Linked DNA regions of Mus musculus: all the other regions are linked to region 4. The links are chromatin contacts, called in public HiChIP or PLAC-seq, Micro-C and promoter capture Hi-C maps. All regions are on one chromosome and are shown on one strand. Each heading gives the region's core, a stretch centred on a gene start, on an enhancer-like site or on the middle of the called end of the contact. The rest is flanking DNA. Distances are from core to core; before and after follow the strand shown. Region 1 has its middle 14 kb from the start of Zfp810. Region 2 holds the start of Rab3d (RAB3D, member RAS oncogene family). Region 3 has its middle 17 kb from the start of Rab3d. Region 4 holds the start of Elof1 (ELF1 homolog, elongation factor 1).

Region 1 (4,005 bases), core at 1,409-3,908, 210 kb after region 4:
ACATTTCATTCTTGATTTATTCTTTGATCCAATTATCATTTAAAATGTGTTTCTTGTCTCCCCGAACACATTCTCTAGGTTTTTTTTTTTTTTTAAAGATTTATTTATTTATTATATGTAAGTACACTGTAGCTGTTTTCAGACACTCCAGAAGAGGGCATCAGATCTTGTTACAGATGGTTGTGAGCCACCATGTGGTTGCTGGGATTTGAACTCCGGACCTTCGGAAGAGCAGTCGGGTGCTCTTACCCACTGAGCCATCTCACCAGCCCATTCTCTAGGTTTTTATGGCTGTTGGTCTATACCTTTATTCCACTGTGGCTAGATAGAATGCATGATGTTACTTCTATCATTCTATATTTATTGAGTCTTGCTTTGTGTCTTAATATATGGCTGATTTTGGAGAAAAATGTGTGTGCTTTAGTGTTTTTTTTTTTTCCAAGCCTAACTGTAACCAGCTTTATTAAAGATTCTTTTAATAAACAATCATGGTATTTCAGGCAGGACATGGGCAGACAATCAACAATATACAAGAACTTCCAAATTCCCTTCTTGTATAGACTACCAAAATCAGAAAGCCACTATAAAACCCAATGAAGTCTTCATTCAATGCTTTGAAAAGGGGGAAGTAGCTTAGAGTGAGGGTTGACATTTCACATTAAGGATGTTGTTTTAACAACTTTTCACAAGCCGACCCTGACTTTTAGGCAGAATTATCAATCTGAAGATCCACAATCTTTTATAAAAGGAACCAGTGCTCTTCTGAGAACACTCAATGAAGTCACTGCAAAGTCCCCATCACTCAATGGACTGGGAAACCAATTTTGGGGGCCAGGTTCCAACAGGTCTCTGGTTTTTAAGGGAATTAAGTCTATGTTGATAGTACAGGGGGAAGAGGATATAAAAGTGAATTTATAGTTTTCCCAGACCACAAGGCATTGTTGTGCCTTGGTGGCCACCTAGGTCAAGACCAGGATCTCTCTCCTGGGAGCCAACAGGAGCCTTCCAAAATTATCAGGGAAAGAGGTTTTCTGTCCTCAATCCAGCTTGGGAGAGATTTTGTTACTGACACATGATCCTTCCCCCACCCAGTAATGAAGTGTTCTGTGTGCTAACAATATAGCTTAAAAAAAAAAAAAGTAAAACGAAATTCTGCATTTTTATAAAACTTGATAAAAAATAGTATTTCAAACTGTACAGTCACCAGAAGTACACAGTTATCAAAAATGTACACACATCACTTGGCATCTCCAGCACCTTCAGCTTTCTGTGCCTGGTCTGTTTTGGCATCTCCATTTTCTGCAGGATTATTCGCATCCTTCCCGGCGTCAGCTTTCCCCTTCTTCCCCTTGGGTACCTTCTCTCCCTTCTTCGCAGGGGCCTTTTTAGGTTTGGGCTCTGGCTTTGGAGGAGCAGGTTTAGCAGACAACCTCGCAGATCTTCTCTGTGGCTCGTCCTTCACCTTGGTTTTGTCTCCTTTAGCATCCCCTTCAGCCTTTCTTTTGGGCATGGTGGCGGCAGGGGACGTCGGCGCTGAGCACGGAATACAGCGGCGCGCGGGTTTGCTTCGTCCGGGGGTCGTCCTCGCTGCTTCCTCACACTGCTCCGTGCTTTAGTGTTAAGGTAGAAGATTCTGTAGCTCTCTCTTAGATCCACTTGATTTAGGATGTTATTTAATTCCAGGGTTTCTCTGCTTGTTTGTTTTCTCCTTCCTTCCTTCCTTCCTTCCTTCCTTCCTTCCTTCCTTCCTTCCTTCCTTCCTTCCTTCCTTTCTTTTTCGAAACAGGGTTTCTCTGTAGAGCCCTGGCTGTCCTGTAGACCAGGCTGGCCTCGAACTCAGAAATCCTCCTGCCCCTGCCTCCTAAATGCTGGGATTAAAGGCGTGCACCACCACTGCCCGGCATTTGTTTTTTTTCTAGACAACCTTTCTATTGGTGAGAGTAAGGTATTGAAATCACCCATAATTACTGCATTGGATAAATCTATGATTTTGCGTGTGATAGTGTTTCTGATATGGTCATGCAGATCTTTTGAGTTCAAGGTCAGTCTACACAGCAAATACCAGAACAATCAAGCTTAGGCAGTGAAGGAGCTAGAAACAAGAAAGCTGATGTCTAGAACAAGGGGGCCACTTCCAGCCCCAGCAAGTAGCAGAACTTTGCAGGTTTGGCCACAGAGCTCTGGCTTTAGAGTCACGAGCAGGAGGAATTACTGTGACAATTGGTGCTGGTTAGCTGGAGCTAAGAAATTAGTAGTGATTAAAAAGAGACCAGCACCAAGTATATGCCAGGGAGTGGCACTATTAGACAGTGGGGGTCTTTTGGAATAGGTGTGTACGGTACTGTGGGTGTGGACTTTAAGACCATCACCTTATGCCAGCTCCTTGCTGGCAGGTCCAGGCAAGAGGAGAGAGGTCCCAGTCCCACCAGGGTCTCTCCAGGGCTGAGCAGGATGGCCAGTGTCGACGGCCCAAAAGAAGCACAACCAAGCCAGGAATCTTGTCAAAACAGGAACTCAACGTTATGGCATCAGCCTCTCACTTATATAAATTTGGAACATAGGGAGGAGGATTTTTGGTGGGGTAAGATGACTTAGGAGGCAGGGAAGGGTGATGGAGGGTGTGGAGTGACTGACAGGGCCAATGGCAAAGCTCTACATCAGCAGTGGTGGGGCAGAGGCAGGGCCAAACAGGACTTGCTGAGTCATCTTGATATGGAAGTGACTGAGACAGGTCTCAAAACTCGAGCCAGGCTTAGGCTCTCCCACAAAGCTGCAGAAACTCGAGCCAGGCTGGGGTTTGTCTTCAAGGCCCAAACCAGGGCCAAATGGGGCCCAACAATCCTAGCTTCTTGGAAATCAGTCTTCCACTAGCAGCCTTCAGATGAAGATGTAGAACTCTCAGCTCCTCCTGTACCTTGCCTGCCTGGATGTTGCCATGCCCCCACCTTGATGGCAATGGACAGAACCTTTGAACCTGCAAGCAAGCCTCAATTAAATGTTCTCTTTATAAGACTTGTCTTGATCATGGTGTCTGTTCACAGCAGTGAAATCCTAACTAAGACAACCACTGAGCTAAAATTTGGGACGTGCTTTTTTGAGAAAACAAAGCAGCTGTGTTAGAGAGATAGACACTGTGCTCACACCTGGACTTGGTGATATCTAAGAAGCGTCCAAGTAATCCTGGTTTGAAGGCATGGAGGGATCACCGAGAGCAGCTGAGGCTCGGCACCGTGAGAGGTCAGAGAAGGCCATTGGGGAAGGTATAGCTTCAGAGGCAGTTGAAGGCTTGATGGGGGGTCATGCAAAGAAATTGAGGCTTAGTACCTTGAAGAGAGCCTAAGAGGGTACTGGTGGAACATAGTTGTAGCAGAATTCCCCAGTGTACCATGGGATGACTACCAAGAACAGCAGCAGCTGTGCAATAGAGTCTACCAGAGCCCAGAGTGCGTCAGTGGGCAGAGCTGGAAAAGTAACCCAAGCCCTTTGGAGAATCCCAGAAGATCATGTGTCCCAGATATTGGACAAGAAACTGTATAGTTAAAGTTGCCTTGGATACCCCATAGTGATGAAGATGCCGAAGTCATGGGATACCTGCCAAGGAAAGCTGCTAACAAGAAGTGGAACCAGCCCAAGAGAAAGAAGTTTGTTGCAGTCAACAAAGATGAAAGTATTAGAAATCTGCAGAGCAGTTTGGCATTGGACATGGAGATGCAGAGTTTGGAGTTCACCTACATGGTTTTCTGCCAGGCCTTGGTCCAGCATTTCCTTACTATGATATTGGAGTCTAATGTACATCCTGTGATGCTGGAAGGCCGTGATCTGCCTTTTAATTTTGATTTTATAGAGGATTACACATGAGTATCAGGAGAAACTTTGATCTTTGGCCTTTTAAATATTGTTGAGATTTTGACAGACTATCGGGACATTTGGAATTGGACTAAATGTATTTTGTGTTATGTTATGGCTAGGGTGGCCCCCATAGACTCATGTGTTTGAACACGCCTA
Region 2 (3,976 bases), core at 922-3,421, 200 kb before region 4:
AGGGTGAGTCTATGGGTCCATTGGTTTCAAGAATCACATCTTCCGACACGTGGATCTGGGATCAAACGCAGGTCATCAGGCTGGGCAGCAAGTGCCTTTTCCTGCAAAGCCATCCCCTAGCCCTAGTTTTAAAGTTTTATTTATTTTTATTTATTTATTGAGACAAGGTCTCACTCTGGAGTAAGACTAAGGCTGCATATGTGACTGGTGTATGGGGTTGACAGGGACGTGGCTCCACCTCGGGGCTGTAGTTAGAGGCAGCTGTAAACTGCCTGACCTGGGCTCTGAGAATCTAAGTCAGGTTGTCTGAAAGAACTGCTCTTAGCAGCTGAGCCATCTCTCTACTCCTTCTCATTTTTTCCACTTTTATTCTTTAAGGAAAGATCTCAGGTAGCTCAGGCTGACCTCAAACTCCCCATGTGGTGGATCCCTGCCTCTGGAGCTGTGGATTACAGGTGTGCACCACTGTGCCCTTCTTAATGATCCTTGTGGTATTCATCAACAAACTTCTGCTGAGTCTCTGCACCAGGCATGGGTCTCTGAAGAGACACAGCTGTGCATAAGAAAGAAACACCACAGTGAGAGGGCTGTGGTTGCTATTTAATCTTTACACAAAGGTGAGGCTGAGGGCTGGGGAGTAGAGCACTCACCTGCGTTTTCAGCCCCAGCACCCAGCAAACCAGGTGTGATGTGCACACCTGTAATTTCAGCACTACAGAGTGGAAACAGAGTACCAGGCGTTCAAAGCCATCCTGCGTTACATTGGAAGTTCCTTACCAAACTGGGGTGGGTTATATGAGAACTTGTCTCAGAAAGAAAGGAAGGGAGGAAGGAAGGAAGGAAGGAAAAAAGAAAGAGAGAGGGACAGAGAGAGAGAAAGAGAAAAAGGAAAGAAATATGGAACCTTTATAGTGGAAGGTTCAGATCTTCTCCCTTCAGGTGCAGGACCAGGTAACAGGTGAAAACTCAGGGCCAGTTGGGGCTGGGGGGCCGTGGTGGTGAGGAAGTTGCACGGGCTGCAAGCTGGACTTTGCCCAGTGCAAGCAGCTGGTATGGCCAGGTGTGTAGGTGTGTGTGTGACTGCCAGCTAGACAGAGCCCCTTCCATCAAGGCTTGGATGTTGAATTTAGCTGGTGCTTGCCTCTGGGGTGCTGTCCTGTCCTCTCCAAATCCACTGTAACCCTTTCCCTGTCTCCCAGGGTGAGGGTAATTTCTATATATATAACATAAGGTTTAAAGGCCCAGTTAGGCTCCCAAGTGGGTATCTACCATTTTATTTGTCAAAGGGGCCGGGCCTGGCTCCCTCTTGGCCAAAGCTGACTCACCCCAGCCATGGTCCACAAAGACAGGACTGAAAGTCATCAAATCCAAGAGAATTATCCTAGCCACTTAATGACTGCAAAACCCACCACCCCATATCCTCCTGTTTATATCTTCCCACACTCCAGCATTCTGTTTTATCCAAATCTAGGGTGTTCTTCCAAGCTCTCCCCCACCCCCGCCCCCACTTTGCTTTCTCCAGCTGTCTAGCTTAGAGCTGCTCTCCGAAGCCCAAGCAAAAGTATTTCTCAATGGCCTTCGGTGTTTTCTGTTTCTCTACTCCGTGCATTTCTAAGGAGAACGCAGCCAACCCCACCCTGTGTTCCGGGAGAACGGGTTTGAGGCGTCCGTCGGGCAGGGCCTCCAGGCTGGCCCCCGCCCCACCACGGCTTCTCTTCTGGGCCATCTAGGGGTCCCCTAGCCCTCAAGGTTGGCACCCGAACAGTCACTGCACTGCGTGCACCAGCAAGTGCCTCCCCCATCACCATATGGCGCCGTCGCTCGGCCCCAAGCTGGGCTTCTCGCCCACCCCGCCACCGTTCGCAGAGCTTGCCGGGTGCGGGGAACCCAGAAGAGCCAGCAGCACTGACAGGGGGTGCGGGACCCAGGCTCGCGCGGACCCCAGTTCAACCCTGTCATAGTGCACGCGCGTATCAGCGGGTTGGCAGGTGCACTCGCTCCTGGGCTCACCTCGGGTCCCGCCTTGCACACCAGGATCCGCCCACGAAGTTGCTACGGCCCCGCACAGGGCTGCGACCCTCGCCCCACAGCTGCCGGCGCTGCCAACACTGACACCCGGATCCCGCGCCGGCTCCGCCCAGGCGGAGGGGGCGAGGCCGCAGAAGACTAGGCGAGGTGAGCGGGTGGGGCCTAGAAGGGGCGGGGCGCCTTGAGAGTTGGCGCCCGGCGGTGGGCGTGGTCTTACGGGTGTGGGCGCCGCCAACGGAGCCAGGAGATGGGCGTGGCCTGTCGGAGGCTTGGACGCCACAAAAGTCCTAGCTGAGTGGGCGAGCCTTGCAGGCGGAGGTGGGGTCTGGCAGGGGCGGGGCCACCTCAAGAGGCGTCAGAGGTGGGCAGGGAGTTGAGAGGATGGGACCTGGTAGTATGGTAGGAGAGGGGTGGTAGGGATCTGGGAGTGCAAGTCTGTGGTCCTGAGCTAGAGCCCAGAGGAGCGGGAAGAGGCATTAAGTCCCATCAGAGCCTCTCTTTCCTAACTAGAGGTAGAAAACATTTTCTATGCATTCTGTGTTAACAGGAAAACCTCAGCAGCTGAGTTCTATTCCCATCTCCCCTTTCTAGGACTGTGACTCCTGACATATTTAACCTCTCTCAACCTCAATGTTTCCCTCTGTCGAGTGGTTCATAACAAGATTAGTGTAACCATAGTTTTATTCCTTTTACTTTTGGGGGCTGGAGAGATGTCTCAGCGGTTAAAATCACTTGTTCTTGTTGAGGATATGAGTTTGAGTCTCAGGACTCACATGGTGTCTAATAACTCCAGTTCCAGGAGACCTGACCCTTCTTACTTCATCAAACTGCAAGAGCCCACGTGGTGCAGACAAAACACTCATGTAAAATAAAATTTAAAATTCTAAAAATTAAAATTTTTTTGTTTGTTTTCCAGGCTTGCCTCAAACTCCTTAAGTACCAAGAGTAAATGTGAACTGATTCCCCTGGCTCCACCTCCCAAGGTCTGGGATTGAAGGTGTACAAAGCCATGCTGCTTTACACGGTGCTAGGGATGGAGCCCAAGGCTTCTTATATAGAGAGTGGTTACTCTATCTCCCCAGTGCTGGCCTGAATCCTAGGCATAATCCCCGTTCCACGTGGGAGGAGTCTGGCTCTAAAGGGTGCTAGATTCTTCTGTTCAACATGCCTAAGGGCTCTTGGAGTTAAAACATGTTTTAGAAATAAGGAAACTGGGGCTGGAGAGATGGCTCAGCAGTTAAGAGCACTGACTGTTCTTCCAGAGGTCCTGAGTTCAAATCTCAGGAACCACATGGTGGCTCACAACCATCTGTGATGGGATCTGATGCCCTCTTCTGGTGTGCCTGAAGACAGCTACAGTGTATTCATATATATAAATAAGGAAACTGAGGATCAAAGAAAAGTAGATATTTGCCAGAGTCCACACAGCAAGATTTCGAATTCAGTTGCTACTAAGCCTGATATGAGGGTTTCAGGGACCAACAGAGTAGAAGGAGAACCAATTCCCACAAGTTGTCCTCTGATCTCCACATGCAATAAACAAAAGAATAAATAAATGTAAAAAATCAAACAGAGCCGGGTGTGGTGGCACATGCCTTTAATCCTGGCACTGGGGAGGAAGAGGCAAAGGCAGGTGGATTTCTGAGTTCGAAGCCAGCCTGGTCTACAAAGTGAGTTCCAGGACAGCCAGGGCTACACAGAGAAACCCTGTCTCAAAAAAAAAAAAAAAAAAAAAAAAAAAATCAGACTTTTAGGTATGGTAGCTAACATTTGTAATTCCAGAATTTGGGAGGTAGAGGAAGACAGAAATCAGGAGTTCAAGGTCATACTCAGGTATGTAGTAACTTCAAGTTCAGCCTGAACTCAGAAGAGACTCCATCTCCAAAGTTATCTGCATGTGTGTCTAAACAGGTGAAATGGTGTATTTCTGTCATCCTAGTACTAGGAA
Region 3 (4,365 bases), core at 1,773-4,272, 220 kb before region 4:
CCCCCAGCCCCCATCGCATCAACCTAGCATAGTGGCACACATTTATAGCTCCAGCACTCTGTAGGTGGAGGAGGATCAGAGTTCAAAATCATCCTTGGTTATGTAGTGAGTCTGAGGCCAGACTACATGACACCTTGTCTCAAAACAAAGTAAAAGAAACTTAAAACATTTTCTGTGAAGTAAAGAAACATGAGCAGGAAGGAAGCCAGGCAGGCTTCTTAGTGGAGGCATCATGTGGCCCAGTGCCTGAGGAGGTGAGTACACATCTGTCTTGGACATGGTGGTCAGAGGGTCATCAGCACCCACAGCTCGGGCTCCAGGGGTGCATTGCTCAGGCACCTGCTCCTGAACGCATGCAGGCCATTGTAGGCAAGCACACGAAAATAAAACAAACCTGTGCCAGGCCTGATGGCCACCTTGTCATGTGGCTAGACAAGAGTGAGCCAGGAGGGCACGGGAGTTGTTGGCACAGATCATTTGTGACCTGTGGGGCTCAGGGAGAGATTGGGATTTTTATTTGTCACAGAAAATCTTTGTTTGTTTGTTTTTCTTTTTTTCCGAGACTGAGTTTCTCAGCCTGGCTATCCTGGAACTCACTCTGTAGACCAGACTGGCCTCGAACTCAGAGATCTGCCTGCTTCCACCTCCCAAAGTGGTGGGATTGAAGGTGTGCATCGACTCTGTGCAGCCATTTTTAAATTTTCTGAGCGACAGTGTCTCACTATTTATCCCTGGCTGGCCTTGAGCTCACAGATATCTTACCTGCCTTTGCCTCCTGAGTGTTGGGAGTAACGGCGCATACCTGGCTCCTTTTCCTTCTGATTTCAACTCCTTGCATAGCTCAGGATGATCCTGACCCCCTGATTCTCCTGCCTCCTCCCCAGCACTGGACTCACAGGCCTGCACTGCCACTGCAGCTGACAGGTGCTGGGGACGGAGCCTAGGCTTTACCCACGCTGGGCAAGGGCAATGACCACCGAGTCACATCCTCAGGCCCTTCTTTTTTGCTTTTTGAGACAGTCTTACTCTGTAGATTAGGTCAGCCCTGAAACCCCACATGTAGCCCAGGTTGGCCTCAAACCCATGGCAATCCTGCTCTACCCTCCTGAGTACAGAGATTACTGGTTGTGTGCTGCCACAACTGGTGTCAGAACTCTTGCTCTTGGGGACCGGGGTGGGTCTCCTGTATCCCAGGCTGGCCTCATACTCACTATGTAGTTGGCGATGACCTTGAGCCTCGTCATCTTTCTGTTTCCACTCCCCAAGAGCTGGGATGACAGACATAAATCTCCCACCATGTCCCCATCCCCAGCCAGGGGTTATTTTGGATATGGCTCTGGCAGCTGAATGTCTCTGGATCTGTTTTGGTTTCTGGTGAGAGATTTTTGCTTAAGGTTGGGGCAGCTTTGCTGGAGGGCAGAGAGATGTGTTTGACACACAAGGACCTCAAGATGATGCCAGCCTAGCTCCAGATTCAGTCAGACTCCCTTCTAGTAACTAAGGCAGAGAATGGTAGAGCAAGACACTCCCCTGCCTCTGCTCACAGGCATACAGGGTGTGCACACACCATACACACAAGCAAACAGCCATGAAAACTGCTTTTTAATAAATCTGGCTTTGTTTTTTTTTTTAACATTACCTAGACTTGTAAGACAATGAATTATGGGGTGTGCTGCTCATATGGATCGAGTACTAAATATTAGAATATCCTCCAACTTTTTTGTTTCGAGACAGGACCTCACTGTGTAGGCAGGCTGCCTCAGAACTAGCAATGTAGACCAGGCTGGCCTCGAACTAACAGAGCTCTACCTACTTCTGCCTCTTGAGTGCTGAGAATAAAGGCTGTCACCACTACGCCCAGCTCTAACTTTTAAACAAAATCACAGGCTTTCCTTCTGAAAATCAATTTCTCATCTAAGCCCACTGTGGTGGCAGGTCCTGTAATCCCAGCACAAGGACACACAGGCACATGTTGGTGGCAGGTAGGTCTCTGAGTTCAAGGCCAACTTGGTCTACATAGTGAGTTTTAGAACAGCCAGGACTACATAGAGACCCTGTCTTAAAAAGTAAAACCACCCAACAACAGTATCAACAAAATTCAAGTTCCGAGGCTGTAACGTGCTTGCACTACAAGCATGGAGATCTGATTTGGGATACCTAGAACCCATAAGATAGACGTACCATCAACATGTTGTCTCAGACCTCCACATCTGAGTTGTGGCTTACCCGCATCCCCCAACCCCTAGTGAATAAATGAAATAATTTAAAAGTTAAATGTGTAAACTAAACAAAGACTCCAAGCATCAGTGTCTGACCTCCGTATTTACATGTACAAACATGCATTCCCGATGCTTGCACACACACCACACACACACAACAGAGGGCCAGCAAGATGGTTTAGCTAGCAATGGTGCTTGTTGCCAAGCCAAATGGCCTGAATTCGAGTCCCTGAATCCACATGGTAGAAAGAACTGAATGTCAAAGTTGTTCTCTGACCTCTGTCTACACTCATACCAGGAGACGTGCAAATTCACATGCTCACATACAGGAAAGAAATATTTTTAAAAGAAAATGTGATCAAAACCCAAATATGGTGGAATACACCAGTAATCCTAGGATTTGGGAGGGGAGGCAGGAAAATCACGAGTTTGACAGCTTGGGTTACAAGACTCTATCTAAAAACAAAATCAGTCTGGCCTAGTGGCCTATTTGGGAGGCGGAAGACAAGCAGATCTCTTGAGTTCTAAGGACCTCCTGGACTACATAGTAAATTTCAGAACAGCCTGGACACACAATGAGACCCTGCCTAAAATAATAAAATAACAGATTTAACACAGGAAAACACATCGTTCCCCAGCTGTAACCGCAGAGCTGAAGACTAGGGTTGAGAACAGTGGTTCCAAGATTTTCCTCTCGGTACATGCTTCTCCCATTCATGCTTCCATTTTGTAACCATTACCGGAAGTTAGCGAACACTGCCTTCTATTGGTACAGCTTTATAGGAAGTCATTGTATGGGATTCTGGGAAATGTAGTCCTTGAGCGGGGGCAAAGCGCCAGGCAAGAGTTATTGATTCAGATGGAGGCTTAGTCTAAGTATTAGCCAAAAGTTTCAGCGTACAGAGCTGCCTCTTCTCTGCCTCTTTCCTTCCCAGCTTCAGAGCAATGACCACGGATGAGGGCCACATCACTAGTTTCCGGGGGTCCGACGCCCTCTTTTGACCCTGGCTGCACTCATGGTGCACATATATACAATCAGACAAAACACTCATACACATAAAAACAAATCTGTAAAATAACTTTAAAAATATTTGTGTGGGGAGGCGGGCACTGTGAGAACAACATGCGGGAATCCCACCTTGTGGGTCTCAGGGATTGAACTCAGGTCATCAGGTTTGGCAGCAAAGCGCCTTTATCCACAGAGCCACCTTGGTAGCTCCATCCAGCTTGGTTTTGCTTTGGATATCCCTCCCCGCAGCTGCCGGGAATTCTTGCCACCTTTACTGCTGTTCATCAAGCCGGGCTGACAAAATCTGGCAAAAGGCAGGCCACAGTCCACCTGGCTGCTGGGGACTGAGTCTCCTCTTTTATTTCTCTGGGGCACTCACTGCTCTTTGGGGAGGAATTGATAATAAAATACTAGCAAAACGCTATCTGTCCCTTTGTCTTTCTTGGTTTTGGTTTTGCATTCCTGGCGATGATATGAACTTGAAACAGCTAAGTGTAACAGTGTGTGTGTGAGTCTAGGTTTTGTAATAATGAAATACCTGAGGGTGGGTGCTTTTAAAAGATTGATCTAATTCAGGCAGGGAGTCATGGTGCTTCCTTGTGCCTAACTCCTGGTGTGTCAGAATGCCCCTCTATGGTTAAACATCTTTAAAGTTACATTGAGGTCACTCCTCCTGTGGCAAAACAAAGGCACCAGGCACTCTCCCTTTCTCCCTCTGTACTCACCAACAAAGGCTTTCTGTCTTCAAAAGGCCTGGCGTCTTTACAGCATCACTTGCAGTCTGTCAAGGTAGGTTTGGTTTGTTGGTTGGTTGTTTTGTTTCGTTTTGTTTTGTTTTTATTACTGTTGTTTGATTTTGGTTGTTGTTGTTGTTTTGCCTGTTTGTTTGTTTGTTTGGTTTGAGACAGGCTACTGTGTAGCCCAGGCTGTCCTCAAACTCACAGACATCCACCTGACTCTGTCTCCCAGGTTCAACACCAGGCCGGGCACTCACTTGGTTCTGACATCCTCTCACTTTTATGGGGAATATATTCTACAGAAGGAAATACCAAAAAGGAGATCCAATCCAACTGATTTCAGAGTGAAATCAAGTTGTCACCTTGTCCCAGGACTACGTCACTCACCTCACAATTGTTT
Region 4 (4,540 bases), core at 872-3,371:
AGTGTAGGCAACAAAACCAATTTAAATCTACTGTCTAAAACAAGACAAAACAAAGGAAGTACACAGACATATATGCAGGCAAAGCGTCTATCTCTATATATATGATAAAAATAAATTAAAAAACCCATGTTAATAAAGGTTTACAGGGGCTGGAGATGGCTCAGCGGTTAAGAGCACTGACTGCTCTTCCAAAGGTCCTGAGTTCAAATCCCAGCAACCATATGGTGGCTCACAACCATCTGTAATGAGATCTGAAGCCCTCTTCTGGTGCGTCTGAAGACAGCTACAATGTACTTACATTTAACAATAAATAAATCTTTAAAAAATAAAATAAAATAAAGGTTTACAGTTGTTTTGTTTTTTTCAAGACAGGGTTTCTCTGTGTAGCCCTGGCTGTCCTGGAACTCACTTTGTAGACCAGGCTGGCCTCGAACTCAGAAATCCGCCTGCCTCTGCCTCCCGAGTGCTGGGATTAAAGGCGTGTGCCACCACCGCCCAGCAGGTTTACAGCTCTTAACATGAAAACTCAACAGGGTTTCTCTGTGTAGCCCTGGCTGTCCTGGAACTCACTATGTAGACCAGGCTAGCCTTGAACTCAGAGATCCAAGTTTATCATCCACCTGCCCCTGTCTCTCCTGGGCTGGGATTAAAGGCGTGTGCCACCACCACCTGGCAACAGGAACACGCTTAACTGGATGAATTCAGCTGATAGTAGCCAAGCATGGATAAGGCTCTAGGGCAGGGGTCCTCAATCTGTGGGTTTTGAGGTCACATATCAGATACCCTGGATCCAGATATGGCAGACACAAAAGATAAAAATAAATAAATCTTTAATATATCTGTACTAATAGTTACAGATGACAGGCTCCTGAGAAAACTTGTAACTGGATGAATCCTATTTCTACGAGGCTATTAGAGCGAAATACAAATCTCTGAGCTGGGGCTACTTTGGGTGAAAGAGATCAGGAAAGACCTTCTCTTCTGGAGTCATTCCAGATGACAAAAGGCAGCTTTGATGACAAGACAGCCAGGAAGAGTCTGAGCCAGATGAAGGGTTTTCTCGTCGTTTTACTTCAGAACGAATGGCTGAAGCTCCCGGAGCAACGGAGACAAAAGTGTGAGACACACAAAAGGAAAGGCCAAACCCTCACGGTGAAGCGTTGCCTGGTGCCGAGCCCAGCTGTCAACTGTCTAGGTGGATGTGTTTGCATCCCCTCCCATCTGGCCCTGGCAACCAGCTAGCTACAACGGAATCGCAGGCGGGGCAGGCGGGGCATCTTAGTCGATCCTGTCTCAGCTGCTATGGGCACTGCTGCCAAGCCAGAAAAGCTGAATTTGGAACCCTAACCCACGTAAAGGTGGAAAGCGAGGATGTATTTCCCAAGTTGTCCATTAACTTCTGTACACATTCTACTACACATATAGGGAAAAATGTAGGACAAAAGATTTCTAACACTTTCAAAATAGGGCAAGGGAGATGGCTTGGCAGGTGAAGTTGTTGGCTGCCTCTCTCTCTCTCTCTCTCTCTCTCTCTCCCGCGCGCGCACACACACACAGCATCCAAAACAAACTCACGATCACCTTAAAACTCCTCAAAGCTCCTCCGGCGTCTGCCACCCTGCCCATCAATCTCTGAGGAAGGATTTCACTTGGTCACTGCTGTATCCCCAGGACGCACAGTGCTTGGTATACCTTAGGCACTTAATAACTACTTGTTGAACAAATCAGTGAATTGCCCGGAATCTGTCTCTGTGGGGCCCCAGAATCCCACCGGCAAACCGCAGCCTGCGAACGAGCCATGGTGTCCCGAGGCGACCGGGACGGCGGGAAGGGATCTGGGCAGAGCGACGGCGTCCGCCTCACCCAGGTTTCGGTGGCGCCGCCCGCTCGCCCAGCTGCAGGGATCCAGGGGTCAGGCTCCCCACGAGGCCGTCCTCAAAGCCATGCCCCGGCCTCAGCTCTACGCCCTGCGGGTGATCTAGAGAAGAGCGCCGGTCCGCCCGGCCCAACGCCCGCCCGCGAGACCCTACACTTACTTGTACCAGCCCTGCCTCTCAGCCAAGGCCGCTTCACCCAGGAGACGCTAACTTCCGGCCCCTAACGGAAACGGAAATATCGCTTTGGGTTTCCCGCCCACTCCTTAACCAATTAAATGCGCGTGTAGACCCCGCCTCCAACTACCTGGCTCCGCGCAATTGTTACAGCGCATGCGCCACAGTCCTGCTCAATCACAAGCAAAATCCTAGGGGTGTTCGTGATCGCGAGGAGCGGTGGCTCCACCTGTACTCATCCTGGTTAAGGTCCTCACCTGTAATCATCTTCCTGGATTCGTCTCACTTGTCTTACCTCCTTGAAACCCTAGATTTTCCCTACCCTCCATGCTCACTCCAATATCCTAGCCCTAGAAGAGACGAGTTGGGAGAGGGAGGGGATCAGCGGGATTGTGAGACAGGAGAACGGGTAAGGGGGTTTAATGGTCAAAATACATTGTACTAGTCAGAGTTCTCTACAGTCACAGAACTTATGGAATGTCTCTATATTGAGGGGATTTATTGTGATGACTTAACAGTCTGTAGTCCAACTACCCGAACGATGGTCAGCTGTGAATGGGAAGTCCAAGAATCTAGTAGTTCGTCGCTCAGTCCCACGAGGCCAGTTGGTTTAGCTGGTAAAGAAATAGAAATAGGTTCCAACAGACGTACTGGCAAGTAAATGCAAGCAGGCGAAGAAAAGTGAGCCTTCCTTCTTCCAGGGTCCTTATATGGGCCTCCAGCACGCTTGTCAGGTAAGCTTGAAGACAGGAGCTTGAATCCCTAGCATCTACAGAAAAGCCAGGTAGGCTTGGTTACCCGCCTGTAATCCAAGCCTGCAGGAGACAGGATCCCCAGGGCACGGTGACTAGCCAGATGAGGTGAGTTCTGGGTTCAAGAGACACTGCGTTACATCAATATGTAAGATGGAGAGATGTGAGGGTCTGGCTTTCACATGCAGACCCTCACAAATATACCTGCTGAGTACATACTTCTTTTCTTAATTAAAGGCTCTGACCAGCAAGATGGCTCAGCGGGTAAAGGCAATTCTTAACACACACACACACACACACACACACACACACACACACACACGGAAAGTGCTTAGCTGTGTCACACGTTGTTACGCATGCTTTAAAGAGAATGCCCTATAGGGGGCAGTGCCATCCTTGGAACTGCCTTTTCTGAAGACCATTTCTGGTTGGCAGCATCTACTCACACAGGAGTGTAGTGGTTCAGGACTTAAATCCCAGTACTCAGAAGGCAGAAACAAGATCTGTGCTAGTTCTTAACCAGCCTGGGCTAATGTGAATAATTCAAAGCTAACCTTGGCAACAGTGGGAGGCTCACAAAAACAAAACAAAACCACAAATGCACGTGGGATAAGTCTATGCATGTTACCCTGTAGCTTGCCGACTTGATGAAATATCTTGCCTGCAGCGTGAGAGAAGACGAGTTTCTTCTGGCTCACAATTCAAGGGCATGGTCTGCGGCGACGTGGAAGACTGGCAGCAGGGGCTTGGGGCAGCCAATCACAGGGTTTCTCTCTATAGCCCATTCTGACAATGAAATCCTTCTATCTCAGCCTCCTGAGCTGGGATTACAGGTGTGTTCAACCATGCCGTGCTTTTGACTCCTAACCACAAGGACTTGGCCAGCCATCATGCCTCGTATCAAAATAAATAAAATCACAGAATTAAAATAAACAATCCGATGTCTTAGCCTGGCTTGTTGTAAGTCGTCATGCCAGCCTCTGTGGAGGCTGAAGCAAGAGGCTAAACAGATCAAGGTCAGCCTGGGCAACTTAGCTCCAGCCCCCAAAACTTAAAAAAAAAATCAAAGATAGGCATGGTAAATCGACCCTTTAATTTCTACACTCAGGATTGGGAAACGAGAAATCTGCATACACCAGAGACCAGCCTAACTTCACAGTGGTCTCCAGAAAAACCCAAGCTATACGGTGAATTCTTGTTTCAAAAAGCCAACCGTGGGGTGGAGAGACAGCTCACAAGGTAACCATGATTGCCCTGCAAGCTAGGTGACTCGAGTTCAATACCCAGAGTCCATGGTGGAAGAAGAAAAACCAGTCCCTCCAAGTAGTTCTCTGGCTTCCATGTGTGTGTCATGATATATGTGCACATACACACACACACACACACACACCAGTAGTAATAAACTGGGTGTGGTAGCACACAGCACCAAGGAAGCAGAGGCAGGCAGAGCTCTGTGAGTCTGAGGCCAGGCTGGTTTACATGGTGAGACCGTATCTAAGAAAAAGCACCCAGGGACTGTGGATTGCGTGGTCGAGTGTTTGCTTAGCATGCACAGGGCCCTGGGTTTCACTTCAAGTGCAGGGGACAAACAACATTGATCTCAAAACCAGCAAGTGGTAGCTACTGTCACCTCAGCTGGACAGAAGTCCATCTGCGGGCATGGCACAGCCTCCAGTGTCCCTCGCCGTGCCTCTGAGAAATCTTTGTAGCATTTGGTGCTTAGCTGGATAGGGAACT

Evidence for each region. Hi-C and Micro-C count contacts between places; a contact is called where the count stands out from the background. HiChIP or PLAC-seq counts read pairs in DNA pulled down with a chosen protein or histone mark. Capture Hi-C pulls out chosen DNA fragments and counts their contacts.
Region 1: an H3K27ac HiChIP or PLAC-seq map of embryonic stem cells shows a contact between it and region 4, with 5 read pairs. The contact joins the enhancer-like site here to the promoter of Elof1 in region 4. A contact is called at or near these places in 1 of 484 Hi-C or Micro-C datasets (Sertoli cells), 4 of 115 datasets of contacts at active chromatin or transcription factors (bone marrow-derived macrophages, embryonic midbrain, embryonic stem cells and 1 more) and 3 of 9 other capture datasets (adipose tissue, liver and pancreatic islet).
Region 2: a promoter capture Hi-C map of adipose tissue shows a contact between it and region 4. The contact joins the promoter of Rab3d here to the promoter of Elof1 in region 4. A contact is called at or near these places in 9 of 39 promoter capture datasets (the 3T3-L1 cell line, 3T3-L1-derived adipocytes, cranial neural crest and 5 more), 3 of 484 Hi-C or Micro-C datasets (cardiomyocytes, epidermal suprabasal cells and nephron progenitors), 10 of 115 datasets of contacts at active chromatin or transcription factors (bone marrow-derived macrophages, embryonic basal ganglia, embryonic stem cells and 4 more) and 4 of 9 other capture datasets (adipose tissue, embryonic stem cells, liver and 1 more).
Region 3: a Micro-C map of embryonic stem cells shows a contact between it and region 4, with 2.0 times the contacts expected there. The contact joins the enhancer-like site here to the promoter of Elof1 in region 4. A contact is called at or near these places in 3 of 484 Hi-C or Micro-C datasets (cardiomyocytes, embryonic stem cells and nephron progenitors), 6 of 115 datasets of contacts at active chromatin or transcription factors (embryonic stem cells, memory CD8 T cells, microglia and 1 more) and 3 of 9 other capture datasets (adipose tissue, liver and pancreatic islet).

What each region holds. Positions count from the first base shown.
Region 1 is chr9:22,319,868-22,323,872 of GRCm38.p6, forward strand. It overlaps the pseudogene Gm10182. Among named protein-coding and RNA genes, the nearest start is that of Zfp810, 14 kb to the left of the region's middle. Within about 2 kb of position 2,659, at least 36 of the 459 cell types and tissues checked have an H3K27ac peak or open chromatin away from gene starts, as enhancers often do. A contact at or near this core is called in bone marrow-derived macrophages and embryonic stem cells, where this site is marked.
Region 2 is chr9:21,916,012-21,919,987 of GRCm38.p6, forward strand. Rab3d (RAB3D, member RAS oncogene family) reads right to left here and starts at 2,172. Exons shown (of 5, transcript NM_001324531.1): 1 at 2,011-2,172.
Region 3 is chr9:21,898,654-21,903,018 of GRCm38.p6, forward strand. No RefSeq gene overlaps it. Among named protein-coding and RNA genes, the nearest start is that of Rab3d, 17 kb to the right of the region's middle. Within about 2 kb of position 3,023, at least 92 of the 459 cell types and tissues checked have an H3K27ac peak or open chromatin away from gene starts, as enhancers often do. A contact at or near this core is called in adipose tissue, embryonic stem cells and nephron progenitors, where this site is marked.
Region 4 is chr9:22,115,074-22,119,613 of GRCm38.p6, forward strand. Elof1 (ELF1 homolog, elongation factor 1) reads right to left here and starts at 2,122. Exons shown (of 3, transcript NM_001357311.1): 1 at 2,037-2,122.